2 separate regions of the Hordeum vulgare genome follow, and region 1 is linked to region 2. A link is a contact called in public Hi-C data. All regions are on one chromosome and are shown on one strand. The core of a region is the stretch at or near the end of the contact, and the rest is flanking DNA. Distances in the headings are between cores, read along the strand shown.

The links. Hi-C and Micro-C count contacts between places; a contact is called where the count stands out from the background.
Region 1: a contact with region 2 is called in a Hi-C map of seedling, with 7 times the contacts expected there. The contact joins the promoter of LOC123448193 here to the promoter of LOC123448191 in region 2. A contact is called at or near these places in 3 of 6 Hi-C or Micro-C datasets (leaf and seedling).

The regions. Positions count from the first base shown.
Region 1 is chr4H:145,775,975-145,780,460 of MorexV3_pseudomolecules_assembly, forward strand. LOC123448193 (probable inactive heme oxygenase 2, chloroplastic) reads right to left here and starts at 1,645. Exons shown (of 4, transcript XM_045125004.1): 1 at 1,112-1,645. The coding sequence starts at 1,601.
Region 2 is chr4H:145,340,366-145,344,545 of MorexV3_pseudomolecules_assembly, forward strand. LOC123448191 (putative receptor protein kinase ZmPK1) reads right to left here and starts at 2,462. Exons shown (of 3, transcript XM_045125003.1): 1 at 1-2,462. The coding sequence starts at 2,197.

The DNA of each region.
Region 1 (4,486 bases), core at 395-2,894, 430 kb after region 2:
GGCGGTGAGCGTGGGGTAGAAGATCGTGCTGCCGTAGTTCGTGCGCTCCTGCACGACGCGCTCGCGGACGACCACCTCGTTGCCGCCCCCCTGATGACGCTGCGTCCGCGGCTTCCTGTCGTGGATGTGTCGGGGTAGCAGGGGCCGGTGCCGGTGCCCCTTGCGCCGCTGCTGGTGCGTCGTTTCCTTCCCCTCCGTTGGGAGGGATCGATGGCGTGCGCTGCCGTCCGTTCGACATGGCCCCCCCGGATCGTAGAGGCTCTGATGCCAATTGTCAGCCCGCTCCCTAAGCTCTCGCAAGATCTCTGACAGTGCGCTAGAACGAGCTCGAGAGAGAGAGGTTTTTGCAGTGAACAACTTAACTGCTTTTCTATTCTGTTGCCTTATTTGTACTCTGATTACACGGGGGTGCTAACCAACTCCCAAAGCACTAGCTACGGACTCGGACCACGATCGAGCTACGGCCGCTGCCATCCCAACGACTCTCTCCCGCGATCCTACATTATCGCCATGAACCCCTGATGCCGCGCCATCCCACGACGGGGTCAGTGGTGATCCCCTAAACTCTAGGAAAGCAAACTTATGCGCCACGCTGTGAACATGCTCACACGATCGTGGGTTTATTCTACTAAACGAAAGCTATCCTAAAACAGCGCAGGGTTTACCTGACAGTCAGTTGGGATCAAGGTCTAAGAACTAGAGGGGGTGAATAGTCGTTTGACAAATTTCTACTCCAATTTTAGGAATGGCAGTTTTTTAGGATAACACAACAGGTAGTAAACTTCCCAAACAACTTAACAAGCAAGCTATCAAGAGTATGAGCAGCAGAAAGTAACAGCTTGCAACTAATTAGGAGGTATGGTAAATAGAATGCAAACACTCGTGACAGTGAGTATGGAGTCACAGCTTAACATGATAATGAAACACTCAATTACTTAACATGCGACCAATGGGCAGTGACCACTACAAGTCCCGTTCCTGGACCGAAAATCGGACTGCAGGATCACATTGCCGCTCGGGAAAATAACACCTGCACCAATTGCTGTCTGGCTGCAGCAATTGACAAGAACCAGAACTGTAGCAAAGAATGGGGAAGAAAAATCTCACTCACAGGCGACGTCCGTAGACCCGGCGATGATCCGCTCGACGGTGTCGAAGACAAGCTTGCTATCCACAAGGTACCTCACGAACCCTTCCATGCTGGGCATCCACTCCTCCACTTCATGGTTGTCCTCCCCCTCCTCCTCCTTCACTTCGTCGTTGCCCTCCTCGTCCATCTCCTCGTTGTCCTCCACCTCCTCCTCCGATTCATCGTCTTCCTCGACTCCGTCAGCCCTATTATTTCCCTTACGAGTACTGCGCTTAGTGTTGCGGAGGCGCATGGCAACGAACCGTATCTCCTCGGCAACGCCCACCGCCTCGCCTGGGTACTGCCTCGGGTACCGCCGGGGTTGCGGAGGAGCTGGCTGCGTCTCTGCCGGGAGCGAAGAGGCGCAGCGTGTTCTGGATAGGCTAAGCTTTCTTGATGGCTGGAGAAAGCGGAAGTGATGTGGTCGCCGGAGCGGCGCCGCCGCCGAGGGGACGGCAATGGCGAGCGGCATGGTTATCCACTTGGACTTGGGCAAACAGCTTCACTATCACCACCGGCTCCTATTTTTCTCCGCTTCTTGCGAGAGATAGGGACCATCTGCCCACCACGAGCCCCATCAGCCCGACATGGTCTCATGGGCCGGCCCATTTCTTTTGCTTTTGATTATTTTCTGAAATTCAAGAAAAATATAAATAGTTATATATAACTTTCAAAACGAAAAATGTATCTGCCCGACCACAGATTTTATAGTATGTAGAAGCAACACGCAAACCAACTCATCCTGTCTTTGTTGTTGTCTAATGACTAGGAGGACTAGGCGTTGTTAGATTAATAAAACTTAATTACTTTGTTTTAAAATATAATGTGTATTTTTTTAAATGTCAAACCTTTTAAATTTGATTAAATTTTTAGATAAATATATCAAAATTCATAATATTAAATTGTTGTGATTAGATTCATCGTTAAATGAATTTATTTATTTTATTTAATATTATGGATGTCGATATTTTTGCTTTCAACTTGGTCAAAGTTGAAGAATTTGATTTTTTCAAAACTAATACCCCTTATATTTTGAAACTAATGGAATATTTTGTTTGATGTGTGGGAAGATGACACAGTGTGTTTTATTTTTATTTATAATTCGATAATTCGATGGGTCTTTCATGGTGTGATTCTATATTATATACCAACCAACCTTATATATGCGGAAAAAATTCTACGTCGACGACTGCATGAGCGTGATTGATATATTTTTTATAGTATGGTTGTTGTTGATTGATTTGAATAACTCCTGGTTTTGTCAAAATCGTAAATTAAATCCATTAGGAAGCCTAGTGTATTTTTTAAAAAAATTAACGAGTGAGTATTAAGAAATTGTTGACCCGATCAAAATTGAAGGATCCAATTTTAATTAAAGTTTTGGACACCATAATTGAATGCGTTCTCTTTAAAACTACTAGGGAGTATAGTGTTATAGAACTATATATAAAATAATAAAATGAGAGAGCTTTGAGAAATTATTGACCAGATCAAAATTGGATGTCACAATGTCAATTGGAGGCCTTAATTAAATGTAGGCTCTTCAATTCTAGACAGATTAGAGCATCTCCAACAGCCGTGCAACCGCCCCGCGCGCTAAAAATAATTTGGTGTGTGGAAATAGCGACTTTTAGCGTGCCGGAGAGCACTGGCTCCAGCGGCTGCCGCAAAAAATAGCACACGCGAGCCGCTTCAGTAGGCGCGCTAAACTACAGCGCGCTGCGAGCAGCCGTCGCTTGCAATATGTTCCTTTTTGACAATATAATGATATTTCAAACATCAAAACAAGACATATTATAGTTTAAAATCACCCAACCAAGTTCATCATGACATAAAAGTTCGAAATCATGTCACATCACATCATCATCCAACCAAGTTCAAAATCACCCAACGAAGTTCATGACATAAAAGTTCACACAAACAAATGGCACATCATCAATCATGTCGCATCCTCATCTTCGTCATCCTATTCCTCCAATTATTCTTCCTCATCTGAAGATGTTTCTTCCTCCTCCTCTTCATTGTCACACATCGCATCATCATGGGGAGCTCGGAAGGTGTTGGCAAGATCTTCAACGACATCATGCGAAGGTATGTGAGGCACACCGAAAGACATGTGTCCACCCGTGTCACTCAGAGGTGCTCCCATGCCTCCCATGAGAGACGCAAAACTCATGCCTCTCATGCCCCACATGGTAGCTCCGAAGCCACCCATTCCTCACATGCCCCACATGGTAGTTCCAAAGTCATACATGCCACCCATGAGGCGGCGGCGGCAGGGGGGTCATGGGGTAGGGAGGGGTGAGGGGGATGTTGACGCGGCCGTCCATCGGGCGAATTCGTTGGCGGCGGCGTGGGCGGGGCGAAAGCTGCGCGGTCGGAGAGGGTGCGGCGCAGGCGCTCGAGTGTGCAGCGCGCGGGAGCGAGCACACGAAATAAGCAGCGTCCGATGCCATTTCGCCCCGCGCGTTGAACCACTTATGTCGCACGGGCAGTTTTTGCGCCTCCGCCGAAGCACCCGGAGCGTCTACGCGCGTGAAAAAACACAATTTTTTCAGTGCGGTGCTTATATCGCGCGGCTGTTGGAGGTGCTGTTAGTCTTATAGTATATTGGAAAATGATATTTAACCTTCTTCGCTTGCGTATTAGCAAAAAATGTTTTTATTTTGAATTTATCTATTGCATAATTTGTTAATGTTTTCATGAACACTATGATGACTATTAATATTCATGTGGTGGAGGAAGTTTGATGTCTCCAAAAGGCACATGCCTCTGATCAGTGTTTGCATTTTAAGTGGTGAAGGGTGTCTGAACTAAACCATTCAATAATAGTAAGAATGATGTTAGTGATGAGGCCTCTCTAAGAGATGCAGTTAGAGGGGTTGGTGTGAGGTCGATAGAAGAGGTCTCTAGGGGGGGTGAATAGACTACCAGCATAATTAAAATTCTAGCCTTTTTCCAATTTAATGGTTGGAAGATTTTAGCGATTCTAATAAGTCTAGTGCACCCTACACATGCTATTCAACAAGTACGGCAGCGAAAAGTAAAGACTTTGCACATGTAGTAAGGAGTAGAGTTTAGGAATATCAAACGTGAAGAAGTTGACACGACGATTTTTGACATGGTTCCGATAGGTCGCGCTATCGTACGTCCATGTTAGTGGAGACTTCAATCCAGGGAGCATAACGGCTACGAGAGTCCACGGAGGGCTTCACCCAAGAAGCGTCCTTGTCTATTCCACCACGGTTTCCGTCTACACATGACTAGTCTCACTCACGGTAGATCTCACGAAGTAGGCGATCTCGTTGCCCTTACAAAATTCTTGGTTCAACTCCACACACATGAAGTAGGAGGCTC
Region 2 (4,180 bases), core at 1,212-3,711:
GGAGCAGCACGCCGTAGCTGTACACGTCCACCTTGTCGGTGATGGGGAGGCTGGAGACCCACTCGGGCGCCATGTACCCCCTTGTCCCTCGGATCCGCGACAGGCCCGAGTCGGACCCGTCTCTGTTGAGCAGCTTGGCCAGCCCGAAGTCGGTGATCTTGGGCTCCATCTCGTCGTCCAGCAGTATGTTCTCCGGCTTCATGTCGCAGTGGATGATCCACTCTAGGCACTCGTTGTGAAGATATGCCAGTCCTTTGGCCACGCCGACGGCGATGTTGAACCTCTGCTTCCACCCCAGCAGCCCGCCGGAATTTCCGGCGCTTTGGAACAGCGCATTTGCCAATGATCCGTTGTGGACGTACTCGTAGACCAGAATCCGGTGCGCGCCTTCCGAGCAGAACCCCCACATCCTCACCAAGTTCATGTGGTAGATCCTGCCGATGGCGCTCAGCTCGGCCTGGAACACCTCCTCGCTCTGGCTCACGTCCTGCAGCACCTTGACGGCCACCGTCCTGTCGTCGTCCAGGACCCCCTTGTACACGGTGCCAGAACCTCCATGCCCGATCTCGGCGCGGAACTTCCTGGTGGCCTTCTGCAGCTCTGAGTGGCTGTATGCCCGGAAATGGCTGGTGATCATCCTGTACCCTTCCTCCACGGCCAGCAGCTCCGATGGCCTCGACAGTATCCCTTTCTTGGAGAAGAGCCAGCACCCAAACGCAATGACAAACACCTCGATGACCAAGAACGCGGACAAGAATCCGTAGAAGTAGAACCATAGCGACTTGCCCTGGTTGCTGCTCCTCGCCGTGCTGGAGACGTTGAGCAGGACCTCCGGCACCGCGGCATCGCATCCGGCAATGTCCTCCTGGATGGCGAGGCCGTCGGTCTGCCATTGATGGATGTGCAGTAGCTCCGGCACACTGAAACCGGCGGGGACCTTGAGGTAGGCCGTGCCGGGCAGGCCGGGGAACGTCCTGCCGTTGAACATGAGGCTCTTGGGGTAGCACTCGCCTTTGCCCTGCTTGTACTGGAACACCACGCACGACGGCTCGCCGGTGCACTGCGCCTCGCACGCGTCCAGCGACAGGAACTCGCTGTTGTTGAGGTCGAAGCCCCAGAAGTCGGTGTGCGGCAGCGCCACGAACTTGACCTGCTCGTCGCGCCCAAGGGTCAAGTTGCTGAACGTCGGCTGGCAGCCCCTGCTCCAGTCGCTCCGGTCGGCGCGCTCGTGCCCGGGGGCACAGACGCACGCCGGTGAAGGCGTGTAGAGGCACACCGCGTTGATGCCGCACACGCCGTGGATGATGCAGGGGTTGGGGAACGCCATCCACGACACGGTCCATGCCCCACCGTCGCCGGCGTCCAAGCTGTACAGCCGGAGGTTGCCGTCGGTGTCCAGCGTCAGCCTCCTCCTGACCCCGGCATCGCCCAGATCGGCGGCATCGAACGTCGCGTTGTCGCTGGCCAAGAAATGCCCCGAGGAATCCAACTCGGCCTCGCGGCTGAAATTGTAGATCTTGCGGCTGTTCTGCCAGTAGCTGAAGTAGGGGTTGGGCCAGTAGATGCTGGACACCTCGCCGCCGTCGTCGTACACCATTGAGAGCATCGCGTAGTCGCTGAACCGGAAGCCGTAGTGCCCAGCCGCGAGGAGCCTGCTGGTGGAGACGAGACCGCTCCCCGCGGCGCCGCCGACGCGCTGGGCGGGGAGCAGGGTGTCGGTGGGGTGGTCGAAGCTCTTCCACAGGACGGTCCCCCGGGCGTCCTCCACGGCGAGGTTGCCGGTGTCGCGGAGCCGCGCCCGCGCGGCGCCGTCGTGGGCGGTGGAGTTCCACACGACCTCTCCGTCGTAGTCGGTGAGGACGAGCGCGCCGTGGCGGCGGTCGAGCGCGAGGCGGGAGCCCTGGCTGTGGACGGCGCGGCGCGCTGTGGCGCTGGCGGCGGCCGTCCAGACGACGGCGCGGTCTGCGGAGCGCGCGAACCAGACGGAGAAGGTGAAGACGGTGGGGGAGACGGCGTAGAAGCCGCAGGCGAACGCGCCGTCCGGGGAGACGAGGAGGTCGGCCGCGTGGTCCTCGACGGCGATCGAGGCGCCACGGGGCAGGCTGCTGCCCCGCTCGCGCTGCGCCCCCGCACGCCCGGTGCCCTGGAGCGCGAGGAGGGAGAGCAGAAGCAGAGTAAAGCCGCTGGCTGAGGTCATGGCCGTGCTGAGCTGAGCTTGGTCGGTGATCACTGATTAGGCCGGGACAAAAGAAATCGTTAGTGCTGGAGCTGCCTGACACTAGGGAAGGAATTGTTTGGATAGGGTAAGCATCCTGACCGAGCAAAGCTATCTAGAATCGAGGAGGGCATACAATTGCAAACTTTTTTGCCACTTGCCATTTTGTGATTGATGTGATCTCTAGCATGGATATTTTGTGATATTTTTATATAAGATTATATATTAGACTATGACATGTGCTATTTTGTCAGACTATCGTCATAATAAAGATGTTAATTGAAACACAGTAATCTCTTATTCCAGCTATTACTTGTAATTGTGTACTAGACTAGACTTTTTTGGTTATTTCGGATCTTATAACGATGTTCTTTGGTGAAAAAAATGTTGTCGTTGACTTAGTCTTTCATAGGTCTTCATATGGATAGTGTGTGAATCGTTTTTTTCGTAAAAAAAAGGCGTGTGTGTATGTATTATGTTTCAAAAAAAGTGTACGTGTATGTTGCCCAACTACAATTATTATGTACAGAGGGAATAGTAGGCAAGATATAAATTGCATGAATAAGATGGATATAATTACTTGGTTAATGCTACAATGATATTAGACATAATATTAATTAGTGAAGAGTGATAAATGTGTTTAGTGCTAAACATGGTTAACACTAAATTCTAGAGCGATGTAGAACATTAGTAGATGCGGTTGAATGGTGGTGATTTGTTAGATGTGCACAATTCACTCTTTGTACATTAGTATAGATTGATCGGGATTAAAAACAATGAGCTTACATCTTTAACTTGTTGAAGTTGTCTCCTTGTTGTTGTGATGGCCCTTGGGAGCAACTAACTAGGGGTATCCTTTAGAGGGCTCCCACAAAGATCACTCTCTTGACTTATTAGTGTGTCAAGTGATGCACCTAATAGCCACCACATGTTACATGCCAGAGCATTCTCGGGATTTATTTTTTCTGCACGTGTTTCTAGGTTCTATTTTGTTCGATCTTCCGGATTTGATTGACTTTCCTAGGATTTGACAGGAAAAAAATAAGTTTTTTAAGCGATGCTTCTCCTTTTTCTTGAAAAGGAAAAAACACAACTCGTGCTTTCACAAGAAGCACAACCGTGATTCTCGAAAAGAATAAATCGCAGCATGTGCTTCCACGAGAAGTGATGGGATGCCTACCACGGCATAGGCCCCAGTGGTTCAGCTTCATAGAAGCCCATGGCGCTTAAGCCCACATCTTAAAGATACGAAAACACCGTCCGGAATCCGAAGGGCTTTGATCACTCAGAAGGTGTCATGTCATAGATCTAGTTGGACGATATGCGTGTGAACACTCGGATGAATGATACTCACGCAAGAGAAACATAATAGCCGTGGACATAACTAAAGCATTGTTATCATGAGTGAAGGCGTAGCTTACTAGTATTTATGATGCCTGTTACTTTATTTAGTGGACATGAATAATGATCACCATGATTCCCTTGTAACGTAGGAGATGGGAAACGACACACTCTTTATAATCCATCACTACTAGAAACCCACATTTTACCTAGGTGAAATGTGAAAAACCATAGGGAAAGACTTTACCTACAGCTTGCCCTAGGTAAAGAACCCTAGGTGTAGTATAGTCGGGAAAGACCTCTTTCCCCAGGGTGCATGTGGCAAGCTCTAGGGAAAATTTCTTTACCTAGGGGCACAATCCCTAGGGAAAGATTGTGGGGTCCATCCAAATTTTGACACCCCACAAATTCCTTACAATTCTTTCCCTACCAGATGTTTGAGTAATGCCCTAGGGATAATCGTATTCATATTTTCATATAAAAATATGCAATTCAAATTTAAATTCCTATCCAATATAATTCAAATAACTAAATTCAAATCCATAATTCAAATTTATAAATTGCAACCAAAATTCATCATACACATCAGATTATCAATGAACACATACATCACACTCATGGTCA